2 separate regions of the Sus scrofa genome follow, and region 1 is linked to region 2. Evidence: chromatin contacts called from public Hi-C data. All regions are on one chromosome and are shown on one strand. The core of a region is the stretch at or near the end of the contact, and the rest is flanking DNA. Distances in the headings are between cores, read along the strand shown. Region 1 holds the start of OSBPL11 (oxysterol-binding protein-related protein 11). Region 2 holds the start of TNK2 (activated CDC42 kinase 1).

Region 1 (4,795 bases), core at 2,051-4,550, 640 kb after region 2:
ATCCGACTAGGAACCATGAGGTTGCGGGTTCTATCCCCGGCCTCGCTCAGTGGGTTAAGGACCCGGCGTTGCCGTGAGCTGTGGTGTAGGTCGCAGATGCAGCTCGGATCCTGAGTTGCTGTGGCTCTGGTGTAGGCCGGCAGCTACAGTTCCAATTAGACCCCTAGCCCAGGAACCTCCATATGCCGCCGATGCAGCCCTAGAAAAGACAAAAAAAAAAAAAAAAAAGGGATAACTCTAAACCCTATAGCTATTACCTTTTTTTTTCCTTGGATAGAAGTGTTTGGAATTTTTTTGACAAATAATTAAAGATCTTTGGGAGGGTTCTGAGTTTCAAAGAGGTGCATTCAGATTATGATCTGTGATGTGTAGAACTGACTGCAAGTGGAAAGGCCTTTGAGAATATTACTGATTGTTGCAGATCCAATCTATTTGCAGCGCTGTAGCCACTCCCACCCCCATACAGTTTATTTAGATCAATTTACTTCTCTCTACCCACACTGTCATCACCCTAGTCTAAGCCATTGTCACTTCTTCATGTCCTATAATAGTCTCCTGACTAGTCTCTCTGCTTCCTCTTTTTTCTCCCACTAAAATCAATTCTTTCTGTGGCAGCTAGAGACTTTTTTTTTTTTGCTTTTTAGGGCTGCACCCATGGCATACAGAGGCTCCCAGGCTAGGGGTTGAATCAAAGCTACAGCCGCCGGCCTACACCAGAGCCACAGCAACGCCAGATCTGAGCCCCATCTGCGACCTACACCACAGCTCACAGCAACACTGGATCCTTAACCCACTGAGCAAGGCTAGGGATCGAACCCTCAACCTCATGGTTCCTATTTGGATTCATTTCTGCTGCGCCACGATGGGAACTCCTAGAGGCTTTTTTAAAAATTACCTTTATTTTTATAAAATTCACTTACCATGAATTCATCCATTTGAAGCATACAGTTAAGTAGGTCTTAGTATATTTACAAGATTGTGCAACTATCACCACCAAAATAATTTTGTTTTATTTAAATTTTTTTTTTTTGGTTGTGCCCATGGCATGTTCCTGGGCCAGGGATCAAACCCGTGCCATAGCAGTGCCTTGAGCTGCTACAGTGACAACACTGGGTTCTTAACCTTGATGAGCCACAGAGGAACTCCATCACTAATCTAACTTTAAAACATTTTCATGACCCCTCAAAAAACCTCATAGCCATTAGCAGTCACTTTCCATGCCTCCTTCCTCCCAGCACCTGGCAACCACTAATCTGCTTTCCGCCTCTATAGGTTTGCCTATCTTGGACATTTTTTATAAACGGAATCATACAATATGTGGCTTTTGGTGTCTTGATTCTTGTGCTTAGCATAATGCTTTTGAAATCTATCTTTGTTGTAGCATATATTAGCACTTCATTCCTTCTATAGCCAAATAATATTCCATTGTATGGATATACCACCTTTCAGATTTCTACCTGTGGTATATGAAGGTTTCAATTTCTCCACATCCCAATAACCAATGCTGGTTAGTCTCTATCCTTTTTCTTTATTTTTTTTTTTGGCTCGCCCACAGCATGCTGAAATTCCTGGGCCAGTGATTGAACCTGCACCGCAGTTGGGACAATGCCAGATCCTTAACCTGCTGCACCACAAGAGAATTTCCTCCCACGTCTCTCTTGTCCCCAAATAAGTAAAGCTAGCTTTTTCCTTAGCTTCCTCGCCTTTCTTTAATCTCTCACTTTAAATATCATCTCCTCGGAGTTCCCGTCGTGGCTCAGTGGTTAACAAATCCGACTAGGAACCATGAGGTTGCAGGTTCGATCCCTGGCTTTGCTTAGTGGGTTAAGGATATGGCCTTGCCATGAGCTGTGGTGTAGGTCGCAGAGGCGGCTGGGATCTGGCGTTGCTGTGGCTGTGGCAAAGGCCGGCGGCTACAGCTCTGTTTAGACCCTTAGCCTGGGAACCTCCATATGCCGAGGGAGTGGCCCTAGAAAGACAAATAAATAAATAAATATCATCTCCTCATAGATAACTTTCCTCAACTGTTTTTTTTTGTTTGTTTTTTTTGGTTTTTTTTTTTGCTTTTAAGGGCCACACCCACAGCATAAGAAGGTTCCCAGGCTAGGGGTCGAATCAGAGCTTACAGCTGCCAGCCTACACCACAGCCACAGCAATTCAGGATATGAGCCCATCTTGGACCTACACCACAGCTCAAGGCAAGGAAGGATCCTGAGGCGAGGGATCGAACCCTCAACCTCATGGTTCCTAGTTGAATTCATTTCCACTGCGCCATGTCAGGTAACTCCTCTCAACTGTTTTCTCTAAGGTAAGTTCTCCACTCCATCTCACTTATTTTCTTTTTCTTTTTTTACTCAGTGAATTTTATTACATTTATAGGCATACAATGATCGTCACAACCAAATTTTATAGCATTTCCATATCTCACTTTTTTTTTTTTTTTTTTTTTTTTTTGGTCTTTTTGCCATTTCTTGGGCGCTCCCGCGGCATATGGAGGTTCCCAGGCCAGGGGTCTAATCGGAGCTGTAGCCGCCGGCCTACACCACAGCAACTCGGGATCCGAGCCGCGTCTGCGACCCACACCACAGCTCACGGCAACACCAGATCCTTAACCCACTGAGAGATGCCAGGGATGGAACTGCATCCTCACTAAAATTATGTCAGATTCTTAACCCACTGAGCCACAACAGGAACTCCCAACAGTTGCTTTTTTATTTATAACACTGATTTGCCTTATGCCAATATCACAGGTTTTTTTTTTTGTAAAATTATTAAAATGAATAGATGGTTTTTGGTTTTGTAATTTTATTTATTTATTTAATCTTTTTAGGGCCACACCTGCAGCACATGGCAGTTTCCAGTCTAGGGGTTGAATTGGAGCTGCAGTTGGGGGCCTACACCACAACCACACTGGATCTGAGCTGCCTCTGCGACCTACACCACAGCTCGCAGCAACACCAGGTCCCCAACCAACTGATGGAAGCCAGGGATCAAACCCATGTCCTCGAGGATACCACCCGGGTTTGTTACCGCTGCGCCAGGAGGGGAACTCCCTGTTTTTGTAATTTCTTATAGAAATGACATTTTTCTAAGTTTTCTCCCTAAAATGGCTGGAATGGGCCCTGGAACAGAAGGCCTGCACCGGGTTAGGAAGACCGGAAGCCACCCTCCACTAGGGCGCTAAGTCCTTTACTTCTCCCTCTTCGTCAGTCCCCCTGCCTCCGCCCTCTGCCACCCTCCCCGCCCTTCCTTTGGAGTCCACCGCCCAGGCCCCGCTATCCCCGAGGCTCCGCCCCCTTCAGGGCTGCGCGCCCTGCTCCAAGATGGCGCCCAGGGCTTCCGCTCTGAGGGAAGTGAGCTCATGGTACTCCGGAAGGGAAGGCGGGGAGAGAGCAGGCGGGTGGGTGACCTACCGTGGGACTGTGGGTGGGGCGGCGGCCGCCGTTGTGGCTCTCACATTTGGATTGGGGAGAGGGTGAGGGACTAGTCCGCCCCTGAGAACCGAGTCGAGGGCCCGAGGCCGAGCGTGCTGGAGGAAGTCGCCCCGAGCGGCTCGCCTTTGCCGGAGGCAGGGTAGCCCTGGGAGCCGGCGTCCCGCCCCCGGCGGCCTCCCTCCCCAACCCTCCTCCCCGGCTGCGCGCGGGCTGCTCCCGCTCAGTCTTGGGGGCTGCGGCGGGAACCGCCGAGAGGGGTGGACGGGGCCCTTCCCGCTGAGGACCGGCTGGAGAAGAAGAGGGAGCGCGGCGGGTCAAGTCTGTCAGCCCAGAGGTCAGGCCGCGAGTCCCGGTCCGTGGCCCGTCCTCCTCCCAGCCCTCTTGGCTGGAGTCCGCGACCTCCCCACGCTCCTTCTGCTTCTCCTTTGAGCATGCCACCAAGTCCTCGGGCAGGGTGATTTTTTTTTCTTCCTTGTTTTTGCCCGAAAGGAGACATCTATTTAAAGGACATCTATTCTCATCGCTACTCCTCTCCTCTTAAAAGTTTTCCTTCACGAGGAATGCTTGTATTCGTTCCCTGGATTATTTGATGGTTCCTACTCCAGCCACCGTCTCATTTGGCAATTGGGATCACCTTCAGATCAAATCTTAAATCTCACCACTTACAAAACTACCATACAGAGTTGTTCTCTCCGCCCGAGAGGGGCAAATGGACTTTGAAGTTAAGATGCAGGGAGGTGAACCACTGTCAACAATGAAAGTCTCAGAGAGCGAAGGAAGGCTGGAGGGCCTGGCCACCGCGGTGACCCCCAACAAGAACAGCAGCAACAGCAGCTGTGGGGGTGGAATCAGCAGCAGCAGCAGCGGCAGCAGCAGAGGTGGCAGTGCCAAAGGCTGGCAGTACAGGTATGGCCCTTTCTCCAAGGTGAGGGTGGGGGTGTGTTGGACCCCGAGTTCCTGCAGTTGTTGAAGGGTAAAGCTTATCCACTGACTTCCGCAGGTAACAGATACATCTCGTTTGGATCTGGGGTCTCATCTTTCATTAGCAAGATTTAATTCATTTGTCCATTCAACAGGTATCTATTGAAGGCCCTTTGGAGAACACAGAAATGTTTCTCTGGACTTTCTCTACAGCTTTGGAGTTAATTTTGACTCTGATTTGATGCTGTACTCCTCTTTTTTCCTATATTGTAATTTGATTTGGGGTTTTTTTTGTTTTTTTGTTTTTTTTGCTTTTTAGGGCCGCACTTGCGGCATATGAAGGCTCCCAGGCTAGGGGTCTAATCGGAGCTGTAGCCACTGGCCTATGCTAGAGCCACAGCAACGAGGGAAGTGAGCCGCGTCTGCAACCTACACCACAG
Region 2 (5,396 bases), core at 1,442-3,941:
TTGGGGTTATCCTTGCAGCCACCTCCTGAATCTCCTGAGCCTTGTTCTAGACTGCATCTCACTTCTTCCATTCTGCTGTCAGCCCCCTTAGGGGAGAGCTGTCTCCCGGCTCCTAGTACCAGAGTCACAGACAGTGCAGAGAAGAGACATCCTCTGGGACAACTCCCATCACTGCCCCAGTGCACAGAGTGGTGGTTGTGGTTGGGGTGGGGAGAAGGTCCAGGAGTTGGGATCAGGCAGGATGGAGGAAGGAAGCAGAAGACCTCTTTCCTGTGAGTCTAAAGCTCCAGATAATCCTGCACTAGGGATGTCAGAGGCTCGGGTCTGAGCAACTGGAGGGGGGATGGGAGAATGGGGAGCTGTGTATAAGGGTTGCCCTTCACGGTGGAGCCAGGGCCAGTGAGCAGGAGGTTGAATACACCCCACCTGAGCCCAGAGTCTATGGCCCAGAGTCAATTCTCCTAAGAGAATCACCCCGACCAGCACTCGGACTCCTTGCTTTGTTTGATTTAGAGCCTGATTTACCAGCTGAGAAACTTGCTCCAAATCAGTTGTTTGCATCTATTATCCCCCAAATCTAGTCAGATCTGATGCTTCCCAAAGCTCCTGGGTTTGGTGTTGCTTTGTTGTGCCTTAGTGGTTAGAGCAGACTTGGGAGTCAGAAAACTTGATCTGAATCCTGGTTTCACTACTACCAGGTATTACTTAATTATGTAGAGCCTCAGTTCTATTACCTGCAGAGTCCTGCTCGCCATAGACTCTGGGCTCAGGTGGGGTGTATTCAACCTCCTGCTCACTGGCCCTGGCTCCACCGTGAAGGGCAACCCTTATACACAGTTATCAGAGGATTTGGTAGAAAGGTGCCTTGCCTACCTCATAGGGCAAGATGCCATGGTCCAAATCCACCCAGTCCAGCCCCCCTACCCCCTCCCCCGGCTGTCTGGAACCCACCCCCTTTTAAGTGCTCTACTGTGGTCAGGTCAGGGCGCTTGGACCAAATGCTGGAAAACAGGAGTGCAGAATGTGTCACCCTCACACAGCTGTCTGATATTTGATATATGGGACAGTCCTTTCTGGAGGTGTTTATTATACCCATTTTATAGATAAGGTACAAATAATAACAGGGCCAAGTTGCCCTAAGCCTTTGGGTTCGAAGCTTCACCACCTCCAGCTGTGCTAGGATCTGAGCCTGCAGGCTGCACTCTCACTCTCCCAGAGAGGAGCTCTGAATTTTCTCCTCCTTTCAGGGCATAGGCCCAAGAGGACACAGTGAGGAGGGAGGAAGTCCCCCTTTGCCTGGGACTCTTTCTACCTGTATACCCAACAGGAAGTGCCCCAGGCCTAAGCCTGTTATAGGCCTCTCCCTGGGCCCCAGGGAAAGAGTAGGGCCAGCCCAGGTTCATAAGCCTCTGGGCTGCTGCTGAGAGATTAGGACTAGAGTTCTCTGCAGTAAAACACTCACTGGATTGGGACCCTGGAAACTCTTCAATCCAGCCTTCTCATTTTGGAAAACAAGGCAACTGATGCCAGAGGGAAGTAATTTTTTATACTGTCAAATGGCAACTCAGCAGTAGCTGAACTACTTAGAATTCGAGACTCCTATTTCAGTGCTCCTCCGATAGGCCTGGTTGACTACATCTCTCAATGCGAACTCCTCCCTTCACCTCTTCTCCCTCTGCTCCACAGGAAGGTTCAAGCAGGACCTCTGGAGGGATGAAGCGGGAGCGGGAGCGGACTAGGGACCGGGGAGAGGGAGGCGTAAACTGGACAGGGCCCCTTAAGGGGGAGGGCCAACCCTTCGGGGCTCCGCCCCCCTGGGGCGGCGCAGGCGCAGGCGGGCTCCAGGAACTCCGGCAGGAGGGCGGGCGCTCCTGGCTCTCGGGCCGGCGCGCGGGGCCGCAGCACCTGCGGGGGCCGGCGCAGGGCGCTGCGCCCGGCGGGCGGACGTTGACGCCCAAAAGCTAGGGCTGGGGGCCGGGACCGGGACGTGGGAGCTGAGCGGGAGAGAACGCGGCCCCGCAGCCCCCTCCCCGGGGGACGGGGCGGAAGGAGGCGGGTGGGGGCCGTTGTAAGCGGGCGCGGAGGGCAGCACCATCTGGAGGGGCGGGACCGCGCGGCCTCTGGGGGGCAGGCGAGTGCGCTGGGCAGTGCCAGCGGGGGGTCCCAGGCGGGGCGCGCAGGAGGAGCGCGGCGGGCTTAGCCCGGCGCTGCCGGAGCAACAGCCGCAGCGGGTCGGGGTTCTTAGCTGGGGCCCGCAGCAGCTTCGCGGGCTGAAGCTCGGCGTGGAGGAGCAGGGGGGCGTGGGTCCGGTCGTGCAGGAGGAGGGCGGGGTGGGCCCGGGGGTGCAGGAGCGGGGCGGCCGGGGCCACGAGCCCAGCCTGGGGTGGTGTGGGGGCCGCCGGACGGCGCGGACTGGAGGAACCCTCCGCGGTGGACGGGCTCCGCGAGCTGGCCTGTGGTGCAGGAGGAGGGGCTGGGGCCCCGCAAGCAACACCAGGAGAAGGGGGGAGGCAGCCCCGCAGTGCAGGAGCGGGGGGAGGCCCGCACCGGGGTGCAGGAACGGGGGGAGGGGAGCCCACGCAGGCTGCTGCAGCAGCCCGAGCAGCTGTCCGAGTTCGGGGACCGCTCCTGGGAGCGCAGAGAGGAGCTTGAAAGTTCCGGAGAGCTGGGGGAGCAGAACTGGGAGAGCTGCGGGCATCTCAGACGGGAGGCAGTGGTCCTCGGAGCAGCCCCGGCACGACGCAGGAGACTGGAGGTGGTGGGGAGGGCCCGGCCAGTGGGGCCCCGGGGGCCTGAGGGAGAGGGACGCCTCGGGGTGCAGGAAGCAAATTGGCTGCCTGGGGTGCAGGAGGGGCAGGTGGTGCGGGCTGTCCAGGAAACATACTTGGACGGAAAGGGGTCTCAGGAGGGAGAAGAGCCCCCTGAGGGACACAGAATCCGGAGGCGCAGGAGGAGGAGAGGTGGTAACCCAGAGGCTGGCTGCTCAGCACCAGGGTCGGGCAGGGCCGAAGTGAGCGAAGAATGTAGGGGTTTGGGGAGTGGGCAGCAGAACCTCGGAGCTTTGGAAGCCACTGTCGGATAGCAGGCAGTGTCCTGCTGGGTCCTTTTCTGCCTCAGCCGGGTCATCATAGAAGCTGTGTCTGAAGAGAGCCAGTGGAAGGCAGCAGGTAAGGAAGCCCAGTTCTCTTCTCAGCTGGAATTATTGTGTTTGGAAGGAGGGGGCTGCAGTTATCTCAGGAGAACGTGGTCTCCAAACTGCCTTTTTTTATTTCTCGGTGTTTAAACCTGGCAAGGAAGGAAGCAGTGCAGTTTTCAACAGCAAGGCAGGACCCCTCCCCCCAGTACTGTATATGCCAACTGGAGTGATGGGACATTTCCTTAGAGTCTAGACTGGTGGCGAGACTGTCTGGGTGGCTGCCAGGCCTGGGCAGAGGAAGAGAGGAGTAGCCCCAGGCTGAGGCTGTAGAGGAGGTAGTCACCCCTTCACCAGTCTACCAGTGGAGGTAGGGGTGCCTCCATGCCATAGCTGGGGTGGTGCAATCAGCACAGGCTGCCTCAGGTCCTCAAAACACGTTCCAAAAAAGGGAAGGGGCAGCATTGCATTATGAGGACCTTATCTTGTAACCCTGTCGGCCACGTGAGCTGAGATATGAGTGTGGCAGCCAGTGACTTGGGCACGAGCCTGACCTGCTCCCGCCACACCTCTTGTCACATTTGATTAATACTGAGGGCCCAGAGCCAAGGATGAATAGTGGGCCAAAGGGCGAAGAGCTGCTGGTGGTGAGGACCACAACCTGAAAGTGTGGGAGAGGAAAGGGTATCTGCAGTGCTCAACTCTGGGCATCCTCTGTGGCTCAGACCCAGCCCACCCCCGTAGAGGTGGCCACATGGACAGCTGTGGCATTATGGGTTCCTTACCAGCCAGGGCCAGCTCCCAGCCCAGCTTAGAGGTGGGGCTTACAGGAGTGGGGGCTAAATTTGGCTTCCTCTTGACCCTCATGGCCTGGATGCCAAGCCTGTTCGCTCCTGCCCCATATGGGCTTGGTCGGCCACTTGTGGGCCTCATCTTCCTAGGGCTGTTCACCTCTTACCTGGCCCTGTCTGGGTTCTTGCTTCTCTAGCCCTGCGGGAGGAGTGGGTGCAGAGTTGCTCTCTGTCTCAGGGCCTTAGCTGAGACCCATCTCTCCCCCAGCCCAAGGAGTGGCTCTGAGTCAGATGGACCCAGACCCCTGTCCCAGCTGGACTGGGTGGAGCTGGTCCTTTTCTCTCGGGCCAGAGACAGTGGTGGTGGCATTCTAGGCAGGCAGCTGTGGCGACTCTGCTGGAGGAGCCGGTTAGCCTGCTTCCCATGCATACGCAAACTTGACCGACAGCTTCTTCCCACGCCTGCCTGTCATCCTGCCACGCCAAACACTCAGGCACCGGAAGTTCAGCTGCTGTGTCCACGGTGTCTGGCTCTTCTGGGATGGCCAGACTTGTTCTGGCACTTGGGCTTCAGTGGAGAGAATTGTTTTGAACACAGCACGCATCTTCACCCTATTTCAGGTTGGTTCTTGAATTTGTGGTAGATGAAGAGAAGGAGGACTTTGGCAGATCTGGATTTAGACCACTTAGTAGCTGTGTAACCTTCTAAGGCAGGGTAATGTCTCTGGGCTTCAGTTTCCTTATCTGTGAGGTGGACTGTGGTTTTCCCTCCACTGTCCTGAGTGCAGGGGGCTCAGACCCTGCTTTGCCAGCCTAGTGTCCACCTTCCTGGGAGCTGAGGCTGGCAGATAATGGGGAGGAGGGGTCGGTGCCCCCAGACCTTTTCCTCTGGCTCTTAAGCCCATGATTATCCTCCTGCCCTTTGCTCTAATCTGGAAGATGATTTTTTGTTTTGTTTTGTTTTTTAAACTTGGGGCCGCAAGTGCGGCATATGGAAGTTCCCGACTAGGGGTTGAATCAGAGCTGCAGCTGCTGGCCTGCCACAGCCACAGCAACACCAGATCCAAACCATGTCTGACCACAGTTCTTGGCAGCACCATCCTTAATCCACTGAGCGAGGCCATGGATCGAACCTGCAACCTCATGGATACTACTCAGGTTCATTACTGCTGAGCCACAAAAGGAACTCTGCTTTTTTGTTTTTCATAACAGCTTTATTGAGGTATACTGATATATGGTAAATGGAACATATTTAAAACATAATGAAACATATGTGTATACTTGTGAAACTACTACCACAATCAGGATAAGGAACATACCCACTATTCCTAAACCCTCCAAAGTTTTTTGTGCCTCTTTGTAATCCCGCCATCTTACTCCTCCTTTGCACACCCCCCTTCCCCAGGTAACAGTGGTCTGCTTTCTGTCACTATACATGAGTTTGCATTATCTCAAATTTATGTAGCTGGAAT

The links. A called contact is a pair of places that touch in the nucleus more often than the background predicts.
Region 1: a contact with region 2 is called in a Hi-C map of liver, with 4 times the contacts expected there. The contact joins the promoter of OSBPL11 here to the promoter of TNK2 in region 2. A contact is called at or near these places in 1 of 47 Hi-C or Micro-C datasets (liver) and 1 of 2 datasets of contacts at active chromatin or transcription factors (alveolar macrophages).

The regions. Positions count from the first base shown.
Region 1 is chr13:134,715,051-134,719,845 of Sscrofa11.1, forward strand. It overlaps OSBPL11 (oxysterol-binding protein-related protein 11), which reads left to right and starts at 3,301. Exons shown (of 13, transcript XM_021070201.1): 1 at 3,301-4,340. The coding sequence starts at 4,144.
Region 2 is chr13:134,079,575-134,084,970 of Sscrofa11.1, forward strand. TNK2 (activated CDC42 kinase 1) reads left to right here and starts at 2,692. Exons shown (of 13, transcript XM_021070192.1): 1 at 2,692-3,167. It also overlaps the pseudogene LOC106505774.